2 separate regions of the Triticum aestivum genome follow, and region 1 is linked to region 2. A link is a contact called in public Hi-C data. All regions are on one chromosome and are shown on one strand. The core of a region is the stretch at or near the end of the contact, and the rest is flanking DNA. Distances in the headings are between cores, read along the strand shown.

Region 1 (5,160 bases), core at 1,310-3,809, 810 kb before region 2:
CCGGCTGGACTTCTTCCCCTTCGCCTTCGCCGTCGCCTTCTTCGCGCGCTCCAAAGCCACCGTCTTCTCCTTCCCCATCGCAGCGGTCGGAGCTCGAACAGAGCGGCGGCGCCGGGGTGGGAGCAGATGCGATGGAGAAAACGGAGAAGGAAGAGGAAGAATGGGAACGCACTGTTCAAAAAACCCCAGTCCGACGCCTTATATGAGGTTGCTTCCGAGCGACTGACCTATGGACCCGGGCGATCTTATCAAATCCCGCAACAGTCGCGCGCACGATACGTGGCGAAAAAGGTGGCGCAGAAATCGAGGCGGCCCTGCCTAATCCAACCCGATTACTGCGGCCTCCTCCGCCCCATGCGCTTCCCAAAATTCGAATCCCGCGAGATCCGCGGGCAACAGAGCAACCTGTCAGACGGAAGATTTTCTCCATATCAACGCTCGGAGCTTTTCAGTAAAAGTTCACTCGACAAAACCAAGAATGGATCAAGGCGACTGAAAAAGAAGTTGGTGTCACCATGTTGATTCGTCGATCCCAACAAGATAGTTCCGAAGCGCGAAAATTGAATCGGAAGTATTTTCAACTCCTTCTCCACTCAAACCCTGAACCATTCGGGGGCTAATGATGAGGCTATGTACCTAGGGTAGGGTTATAGGCCTGACCTAGACACCCTCCCCAAGGACATCACCCTAGAGTCAGAAGCATTCGAAGGGTACCATCATCCACTCGACCAGAAACGTTCCACTCGGAAGAATCACTGTCACTCGACCGTAACAGAAACAACTCGACATACAGAAGATCTAAAGTCACTCTGCACAGCAGCGGTCGGGCATTTACTCATAGACTTAATGATCATTTATAGCACTTTATTACGGACGTTACCTGTAACGCTCCTTCTTTATGTACATTGAACTCCTTGTAACGTTGGCTGGCTGGGGTCCTGGCACACTCTATATAAGCCACCCCCTCCACTAGCACAAGGGTTCGCACCCCCTGTAACACACACACGCATAATCCAGTCGACCGCCTCCGGGCACCGAGACGTAGGGCTATTACTTCCTCCGCGAAGGGCCTGAACTCGTAAAACTTGTGTGTACAACTTTGCCATAGCCAGGATCTTGCCTCCTCATACCTACCCCCCATTCTACTGTTAGTCCTCGATCCACGACAACCCCCCCCCTAAAAAAACAAAAACCCCAGCTCCTGAGCTGCTAATGTGTGGATGTTTTTGGTCCCGATTGGTGTTACCAACCGGGACCAAAGGCCCTCCTGCCTGCTCTCCGAAGCGGCTATGTGGAGCCCCACCTGTCCCGGTCCGTAAGCGAACCGGGACTAAAGGTCATGGGCTTTAGTCCCGGTTCCAGAACCGGGACAAATGGGTCTTTTTCTTCTAGTGGTTGTAGCTCCCTGGAGATGAAATAAGGTTCTCCCCTCCTATCCTCCGTCCCAACTATGTGTCTCGCATCGTCAGATGGCGTGTGGAGGTGTGTCTTCCGCGGATCTCGCGGTATTTCATCGGTGTTTGTCTTTGCTGGATCTGTTTGGACCCGTTCTTCGTTCGTCTGCATTCAAGTGTCTATAGGTTGGATCCCTTCCATCTACGTTTCTTGTCATCGGTGACAGTTGTTGATTGGTACGCTGGTCCTTTGGGTCTTAGTTTTAACTGCCCTAAGGTTTGTCTGACTCCTGTGAGAGGGGGGGGGGGGGGGGCGATGACAGTAGCAACATTCAGCTCGCTCAAGTGTTTGTACTCATCGCTAGGTGGTCTACGAAAATAGATCACTTCTGGTATTCTTTGTATTGACGTGATATTTGATATGAATAGATCGTATATGGAAAGTTTGTGTAAAGAAGCAGCTCAAAAGCTAAAAACGTTAGGACTCAAAATGTTGATCAAACAGAATTAGGCAGCTGACCTCGCAAGGCGTAACCGCTTGCAGTGACCCAAAGCTGGAGGATAACCCAGGATGATCAAAGAATACAGTATCAGTATCTGGCATCGCTTAATAAAATATATAATCGGGCAGCCGAGTGCATAAGCGTAACCACTGGCTGATCATCATGGATGTGGATGGGATGCTCCCAAATATCCTGGACGTTAGACCCGCCCAACTCGAATCACACGGCGAAATCATGAGAGCATCTTCAATAGACGCCCAAAAAAAGCTCCGCGCGCTAAAATTTCATTTTTTTGACGCCGAACATCTTCAACAGATACTGTAAAATATTACGTGCGCTAAAAAGTTTTGGGCACGCGCTGAAAAACGCTATCGTGCACAGCATATTTTAGGCTCCGAATTGCGCACGCTTCACAATTTGCACTGCGTGCTTTTGTGAGCACACGTTTTTGGCGTTTACTAAAATAATGTGGGTCCCGGCACAATAAAAGTGCTACAATGACGTGCTATAACTTTTATTCGACGTGAATTTTTTGTGCGGCCGTTGGAGACGGTTTGACAGCCCTCGGGTAACTCCTCCTTACCGTACGCGCCGCTGCCGCCTGCCGGGTCAACGGGGGAAGGAAAGGCGCGCGCGGCGGAGAAGCAACCCAACCGCTGCACCGATCAGGAAAACGACCCACATTTTACTCTACCGCCCGAGCGCAGCGCGCCCTCGTGGCCCCGCCCGACGCCGGGCACGCGCCCCCGACGGATCACCAGCCGTCGCTCCAGCGCCGCACGCTACGCGGTGGCGGGGCCGGCCGCGCACGTACGAGGCGTTGCCGGAAAGCGGGTGGGCGGCTTACCCGGAAGAAGCGGCGGCGACTCGTCGACCCTGATCCCGGTCCCTAGGAGCGGCAGTGGCCATGTGTCCCGAGGCCGGCCAGGTGGGCAGGGCGGCGGGTATATATAGGGCGGCCACATGAGGCCTTTCTCATCGTCTTCCTCAGCCTGCCGCGTGTTCCATCTCGCTATCTGCCCGCCCCTTCGCTGTACCTGAGCGGCACCCATCGCCATCTTCCTCATCACCACTCCCCCAAGTCCAGTGGAGCTACGTGCGTGCGTACGCTCGTTCGTTCCTTCCTTCCTTCCTTCCCCGAAACAAAAAAAATAGACAGAGAGCCCTCCTGCTCGGTCGCTCTCTGCCTTTGCCTCCGCCTCCGTGATGATGAATTGTGTGTGGGGTGGAAACAGAGACTGTCAGTACCATGGGTCAAGCTGATAAGACTTGGCAAAATTAAATTGGCACCCTAAACTAGTAAACTTTTTCCTTGTTATGCTTCCATTGTTCTCAATTAATAGATAACTCTATGTTTCCCTCTTCTCCGCAGAAAATGGCAATGATGGTGGATCCCCCGAACGGCATGGGAAACCACGGGAAGCACTACTACACCATGTGGCAGACCATGTTCGAGATCGACACCAAGTACGTGCCGATCAAGCCCATCGGGAGAGGAGCCTACGGGATAGTTTGCTCCTCGATCAACCAGGAGACCAACGAGAAGGTCGCCATCAAGAAGATAAACAACGTCTTTGACAACCGCCTGGATGCGCTGAGGACGCTGCGCGAGCTGAAGCTCCTTCGGCACCTGCGCCATGAGAATGTCATTGCCTTGAAGGATATAATGATGCCGATACATAGGAGGAGCTTCAAGGATGTCTACTTGGTCTCCGAGCTCATGGACATGGATCTGCATCAGATAGTCAAGTCGTCTCAGCCGCTGTCCAATGACCACTGCCAGTATTTCCTTTTTCAGGTATGCGTCGGCTCTGTTTTTCATTTTTACCTTTGCATAACGCTTATCCATGTAGTCTTTCATCTGTTCACCATTCTGACATAAGCTAGTTTGTTCATGCTTCAGGTGTACGCTAGTATAATGTTGTTTTTGCAGTTCATACTAATTTGCATTAAGTTCATGATCTATCTAAAGCTGTTGGGTTTTAACTAGTTAAGTTGCCAAAGAACAATCTGCTAATTTATGGAAGAAGCACATGTCAATTTGAATATGTCTAGTAGTAGCTTAGCTTCTATAGCTGCTCCCTAATGGTGCTTGTGCCCTGGAAGTGCATTTCTTAAAAGCAACCTAATACACAGCAGACATGAATATGGTATTTGCATGAACCTATAACTTGAGCCTCTGTAAATTATTTGAGGAAAACTATGTAGAAACTGAACTTGAGCATCTTGCATCGGACCGATAATTAAATAGTTGTCCTACAGATTAGTCTTGTTTGTTACCATGTCATCTTCTCCTTTTTCTGCTGATCCTTTTTCTCTCATATTTGTCGATCAATCAATAATCTAAGACCCCCACCATTTTCCTTGACTGTAGGTGCTCCGAGGACTGAAGTACCTTCATTCAGCGGGGATACTCCATAGAGACCTGAAGCCTGGGAACCTTCTGGTCAATGCGAACTGTGACCTGAAGATCTGTGACTTTGGTCTGGCCCGCACAAATAACACTAAAGGTCAGTTTATGACAGAATACGTTGTCACCCGCTGGTACAGAGCTCCCGAGCTGCTACTCTGCTGCGACAACTATGGCACTTCCATAGATGTCTGGTCTGTTGGCTGCATCTTTGCTGAGCTACTTGGCCGCAAGCCGATCTTTCCAGGAACTGAGTGCCTTAATCAGCTTAAGCTTATAGTCAATGTTCTTGGCACCATGAGCAAGGCTGATCTCGCGTTCATTGACAACCCAAAAGCTGGCAACTACATTAAATCCCTTCCATACACCCCGGGGATGCCCCTCAGTATCATGTACCCGCACGCGCACCCTCTTGCCATTGATCTGTTGCAGAAGATGCTTGTCTTCGACCCTTCCAAGAGGATCAGTGTCACCCAGGCTCTGGAGCACCCCTACATGTCCCCGCTGTATGATCCCAGCGCAAACCCTCCTGCTCAGGTGCCCATCGATCTCGACATAGATGAAAACATTGGCACAGATATGATCCGAGAAATGTTGTGGCAGGAGATGCTCCAGTACCACCCTGGGGCCGCCAGGATGGTGAATATGTGACAAGCAGGAATGAACATGTGAGAGCAGTGTGCCACACCAGGGCCTTCACATGTTCATTCTTCGTATAAAGCTTTAATGCAATTATCACAATGCCGTCGAGTGACCTGTTTATGTAAATATGTGTACAATAAACGGCGTATGGATTTCTCTAGCTGTGGGTCAGTACTTGGTAGTATATACATAGACTACTGTGTTGTAGAAG
Region 2 (5,290 bases), core at 1,006-3,505:
GTGGCCGGACCGGCGTTGATGGCACCTGCGGGTGTCATTCACCTTCCTGGAGGCTTCGCCGAGTGCGACGCCATCTTCCTCGCGACCTCGTATTGGCAGCTGTCTCCGGGGCGAAAGCCTTGATTCATAAGATCGGCATGATGGCAACGTCTTTGAGGTTGTTACTCTGTTGGGAGCATTGTGCTGGGAGACTCGAGGTCCCATGATGCGCTCCTCCGGTGTTCACCGCTACCCAGATCTTTCTCCTTCGGCGCCATGTACGGTCGTCGCTGGCTACTCCAAGGAAGCTGGAGTTGCTGTTCTTCGGAGGTCTTCAGTGTCGGCCGAGACACGGCAAGGGGCTCGGTGTTGGGTAGGCTTCTTGTGTCGTAGCCGTGTTGTTGTGTTTGGTTGTCCTTGTACGAACCGGGTGTGGAGTTGGTCACCTTCGTTCTCCGCAGCGAATGGTTGACGTTGTTATGTCTTATTTCTCTCCTTCTATAAAGCTAAGGTATACAATTTGCGTACCCTCGAAAAAAAAAATCACAAGAGAAGCAAAGCAAGATGTATGAAAAAGTAGGATTAGAATGTTATGTATGAATCCTAGGATTGGAGAACATGATAGGAAAAACAAAGCAAGATGTCTGAGTGGATGGAATTCTTCTCCAAGATAGTGCACAAGAGGGACCCTAAGAAATATTTTTGCGAAGGATTTCTATTGTGTGAATCAAATGGTCTCCAAAGGGATAATTTTGAATCCCCTAAAATTTCCGTGAAATTCCTTTGAATCAAAGAACCATGTATTTTTTGTATCTACCGTGTCATCAGAATCTTCAATCACATAGTGTATGTGCTGTGCCATCAAATTCCAAATCAAAACTAGATACATTCACTTGCTGAGAAAAATAAAAGATTAATAAGTCGTATCTGATCTGTAGTTTAAATGCCTCCCCAAATTAAGATTTTTATCAATTCTTGCAGTGCCAAATCTATTGAGTGCAGGATTATTAAAGGACGCCGATAACGCCCACACGTATGACATACTAAACATTCGCCCATACACCGTGTTTGGCATGAGCAGGAGGCAGCCCACACTGGCTATGTGTGGGCGAACATTATAATTGCCCATACGTGTGGGCGCAGCTATTTCGTGCCACACGCCCAACAAGTACTACTCATCTCCACCCTGCGCGTGTGGCACGAAGCAAAAATGCCCACACGTCCTGGCGCGGCTACGTTAGGTACCCGCGGGATGACGATTTAGTTGCCATCCGAGATGGCAGATGTAGTTATCCGGGATGGCAACTGCAGTTGTGAAAGCATGGCAACTCTATCTGTTTTGGTTAACTATAGTTGCCATGTATAATTTATGCTAGTTGTGCGTGTAATCAAACAATAGTTGCCGTGTGTGATTAACTACTTGCCACATATGGTCAAACAGTAGTTGTCATGTGTGTTTACCTATTTGCCACGTGTGGTCCAACCATAGTTGTCATGTGTGTTTATCTGGTTGCCACATATGCGCAACTGCAGTTACCGTTTAGCAACGAATCATAGTTGTCATGTGTGCTTACCTAGTTGCCACGTACGTGTAACTGCAGTTGCCACCCAGCAACGTACGAGTGTCGTGTGGGCAAAAACAGTTCGCCCACCCGCACATGGACTAGGTGGTGGCGGTGTGGGCGAATGCCCACACAGCACAGCTGGCAAACCGCGTGCTGCGGGCGTGTGGGCGAACTCTTCAACACCCACACACCAGCCCCGTCCTACGTGGCATAAAAAATCTGGCAAAATATGCCAAGATTCGTGCAAACACAAACGAACGTTGATCCATGCGTGTGGGCGAGATGCAGACACCCATACGTGTGGGCGTTAATATTTCCGTTATTAAAATGCATGGGATAGGGGAAACGTACGATTGGAATGTCATTTTTTGAATCCTATATAAGGTTAGAAAATCATAGAAATTTGGGTCAAAGATTTTATTTTTGAGGGGAAAAGGAATCTATTCCTATGAATCAAACTACTATAAAATCTCACAAAATCCTCCCAAACTCCTGTAGAATTTCTTTGAATCAAAGAGTCCTAATTCTGAATCCCTGCTCTGAAATTTTGCAAAATTTGGTGTCGCTGTTTCCATCACCAACCCCCACCCAGCATCAGCCCATGACCTCCCGCCGACCGCAGTGGGCCGCTGGGGCTGGTGGTGGCGGAGGAGACGGGGACGGCACTGGGGCACAGCCGCCAAGACGATCGGCGGAGCAGCACAAAAGATTTTCATTCATAAACAATTTCCGCACCAGCAGCGAACCACCGCCCCAGAAAAGCGAGCCGCCTTTTCTCCTCGCTTCCTTTTCCCTCCCTCCTCTCCTCTGATCTCGCCGCACCGTGCCGCCGAGGAATAGAGATGGCCGCGCTCCGCCTCCCCGCCCCGCCGACGGCGAGGTGGGCCCCGCCGCCGCCGTCCTCCGCGCGGTGGCAGCACCCCCCGTGCCGGGGCGGCGCCAGGCGTCCCGCGGCGTTGCGGGCCGGCGGGGAGGAGGGCCCGGGCCCGGAAGAGCCGCCGGTGAGGACGCTCCTCATCGACAACTACGACAGCTACACCTACAACATCTTCCAGGAGCTCTCCGTCGTCAACGGCGGTGAGCCACCCCACCAACCCCGCTTGGCCGCTCCCCTCTCGCTCTCACTGAACACTCTCATCTTTGCCTTAATCTAGCTCCGCGACCGACGACGAGTAGTCTCCTTATAGCTTCCCGCAGTGCCCATTTGTTGAATTGAATCGATTGATTGTTGGAGATGTTCTGAACTAGTAGATTGAGAGAGATCACCCCTTTCCTACTGCTTTACTGGACGGTGTCCTTATGGCCGGTCGCCTGAATCTGCAGTGCCGCCTGTGGTGGTGCGCAACGACGAGTGGGCGTGGAGGGATGTTTACAATTGGGTGTACAAGAAGAGGGCCTTTGACAACATCGTGATCTCGCCTGGCCCTGGATCTCCGTCGTGTCCTACCGACATAGGTGAGGGCTATGCACCAATTCTAATTCACTTGCTACTTGCTACGCTTGTATCTGTCAAAGAATGATGTTATATACTTGTGTTGTTTTTTCAGGTGTATGTCTGCGGATACTTTGCGAGTGCGGAGATATACCCATTCTAGGTGTCTGCCTTGGCCACCAGGTGAAACAATAATGTTTGTCCTTGTAAACTTGTTTATGAAGGGAAGTTATGGACCGTGTGGTGTCGTCATGGCCTGAAAATGATACCGTGTTTGATTGTTGCAGGCCTTGGGATTAGTTCATGGCGCTAAGATTGTTCACGCTCCTGAAGCTATACATGGGCGACTTAGGTAAGATGTTGAACTCTTCTTCGCGCTAATGTATACTTCCAGCTTTCTGATAAATGCAAATCCCTATCATGATCGTCAAGTTCTAGCTGCTCTTACGGTTAACACATGGCCTGACACTTAACTTTCCTTAATCAGTGAAATTGAGCATAATGGATGCTACCTCTTTAATCACATCCCATCAGGTATAAACTCTGGATTCAAGGTTAGTGTACCACTGAATTTACCAAACCCTGTACCATTTGTGTTTCAGTCTGTACTTTCCACTTGTGCTGCAAAAAGCATTGTACTTACTGATGCTATTTTCAGGTAGTGCGCTACCATTCACTTGTAATAGAAGCAAGCTCACTGCCTGAGGATCTTGTATCAATAGCATGGACGGCTTCTCCCAAAATGCTATCTTTCCTTGATAGTGATCAGCCTGATAATACTCCCTTCTGGGGATCATTGAATAACTTATCCATAACTGACCCTTCAGAGCGCATTAACAATGGTGAAGTGCCAATTACCATAAACAATACTAGTAAGCCGGACGGCCACAAGATTGTCATGGGCATCAAGCATTCCAGCATGCCTCATTATGGAGTGCAGGTATACTGGCTACTTCTGTTTCATGTTTCCTCTTAAATTGATATTTCTTCTTATAATTGATTGCCTTTTATTTCAGTTCCATCCAGAGAGTGTTGCTACACATTATGGAAGACAGATTTTTCAAAACTTTAAGAGGATAACAACTGATTTTGGATCACAATCATCGTTGTTTCAGGAAAGAAAGGTTCACAGTATTGGTAAACTGGAAAGCCCTCAAGTACCATACATGACTAAATATTTCCTGCACATACCCTTCATACTCCATCGTAGTTGACTTTCTAATTGTTCGCCAGGTCAATTCTGCAGATCAATGCAATTATGTCCCGAAGGGCTTGTCACACACTGAAGGACTGGAGCTTGGCGATTCTGTTGGGGTTCACATGCTTGCAGAGAGAAATATCAAGAAAAAATATCTACGATTGAGATGGAAGAGGATTGATAACTTCCTCAGCCGCACAAATGGCTCTGAAGACATTTTCTCGGAGCTTTTTGGTCATCAAAATGCCGAAGATACATTTTGGCTGGATAGCTCATCAGTTGATCAGGTGCCAAATCAGCTTACTCTTGATTGATCATCCAGTTAATTTACTGTGTGATTTCATCTGATCTCTGATGTAAGTGGAGCTTGACGAGGATACGATTTTTATGTTATTACAACTAATTAGATGCTCATTTTACATGCAGATTTACTGCATAAACAACAAAAGATGCATAAAACTTATCCATTTACATTTCTTCTAACTCAAGCCTGTTTCAAAAAGAACCTTGCTTTCACTTTAGGAGATGAAATGATCAGAACAAATGTGGGTAATATTTTTCTTAATCTGCGTGAATTAAGTTGGAATCAGTTTGCAGTCAAGTCGATAAATTGGAAATGTATTAACTTCCCCGATCGACGATGCATTTTTCTCTCTGTTTTTTTTGGTTAAATGATCATCATATTTTCGTTCTGAGCTATTGCTTCTTGCAGAACAGGGCACGCTTTTCATTTATGGGTGGTAAGGGTGGACCTTTGTGGAAGCAAATGACATTTCACCTCTCCAATCAAAGGTAGGAAGGCACTCAAAACAGAAGCAAAAATATTTGGTGCATTTTCATGTATCCTAAATGTTCATGTTATCCTGGATTTCTTCCAGGGCCAACTGTGGAGGAACCATTACTATTCGAGGTGCTCATGGATCTGCTGTGAAAAACTCTCTCAAAGATGGCTTCTTGGAATTCCTTCACAAGGTATAAGTTGAAATGGTGCACTTGATGAACCTCACATTATTTTTTGTGATGTCAATATTGTATTCTGCCACTGTATCCAAGTTATTTAGTTCCAATGCTCGCACCGCATATCACAATAATTAAGCAAATGTGAGGCTGCATACA

The links. Hi-C and Micro-C count contacts between places; a contact is called where the count stands out from the background.
Region 1: a Hi-C map of leaf shows a contact between it and region 2, with 5 times the contacts expected there. The contact joins the promoter of LOC123169996 here to the promoter of LOC123164873 in region 2. A contact is called at or near these places in 2 of 5 Hi-C or Micro-C datasets (both in leaf).

The regions. Positions count from the first base shown.
Region 1 is chr7D:535,257,566-535,262,725 of IWGSC CS RefSeq v2.1, reverse strand. It overlaps LOC123169996 (mitogen-activated protein kinase 4), which reads left to right and starts at 2,559. Exons shown (of 2, transcript XM_044587847.1): 1 at 2,559-3,695; 2 at 4,272-5,160. The coding sequence starts at 3,249. The coding sequence ends at 4,958.
Region 2 is chr7D:534,444,591-534,449,880 of IWGSC CS RefSeq v2.1, reverse strand. It overlaps LOC123164873 (probable aminodeoxychorismate synthase, chloroplastic), which reads left to right and starts at 2,255. Exons shown (of 13, transcript XM_044582480.1): 1 at 2,255-2,621; 2 at 2,868-2,999; 3 at 3,092-3,159; 4 at 3,264-3,328; 5 at 3,464-3,530; 6 at 3,635-3,916; 7 at 3,993-4,133; 8 at 4,210-4,461; 9 at 4,887-4,966; 10 at 5,053-5,146. The coding sequence starts at 2,387.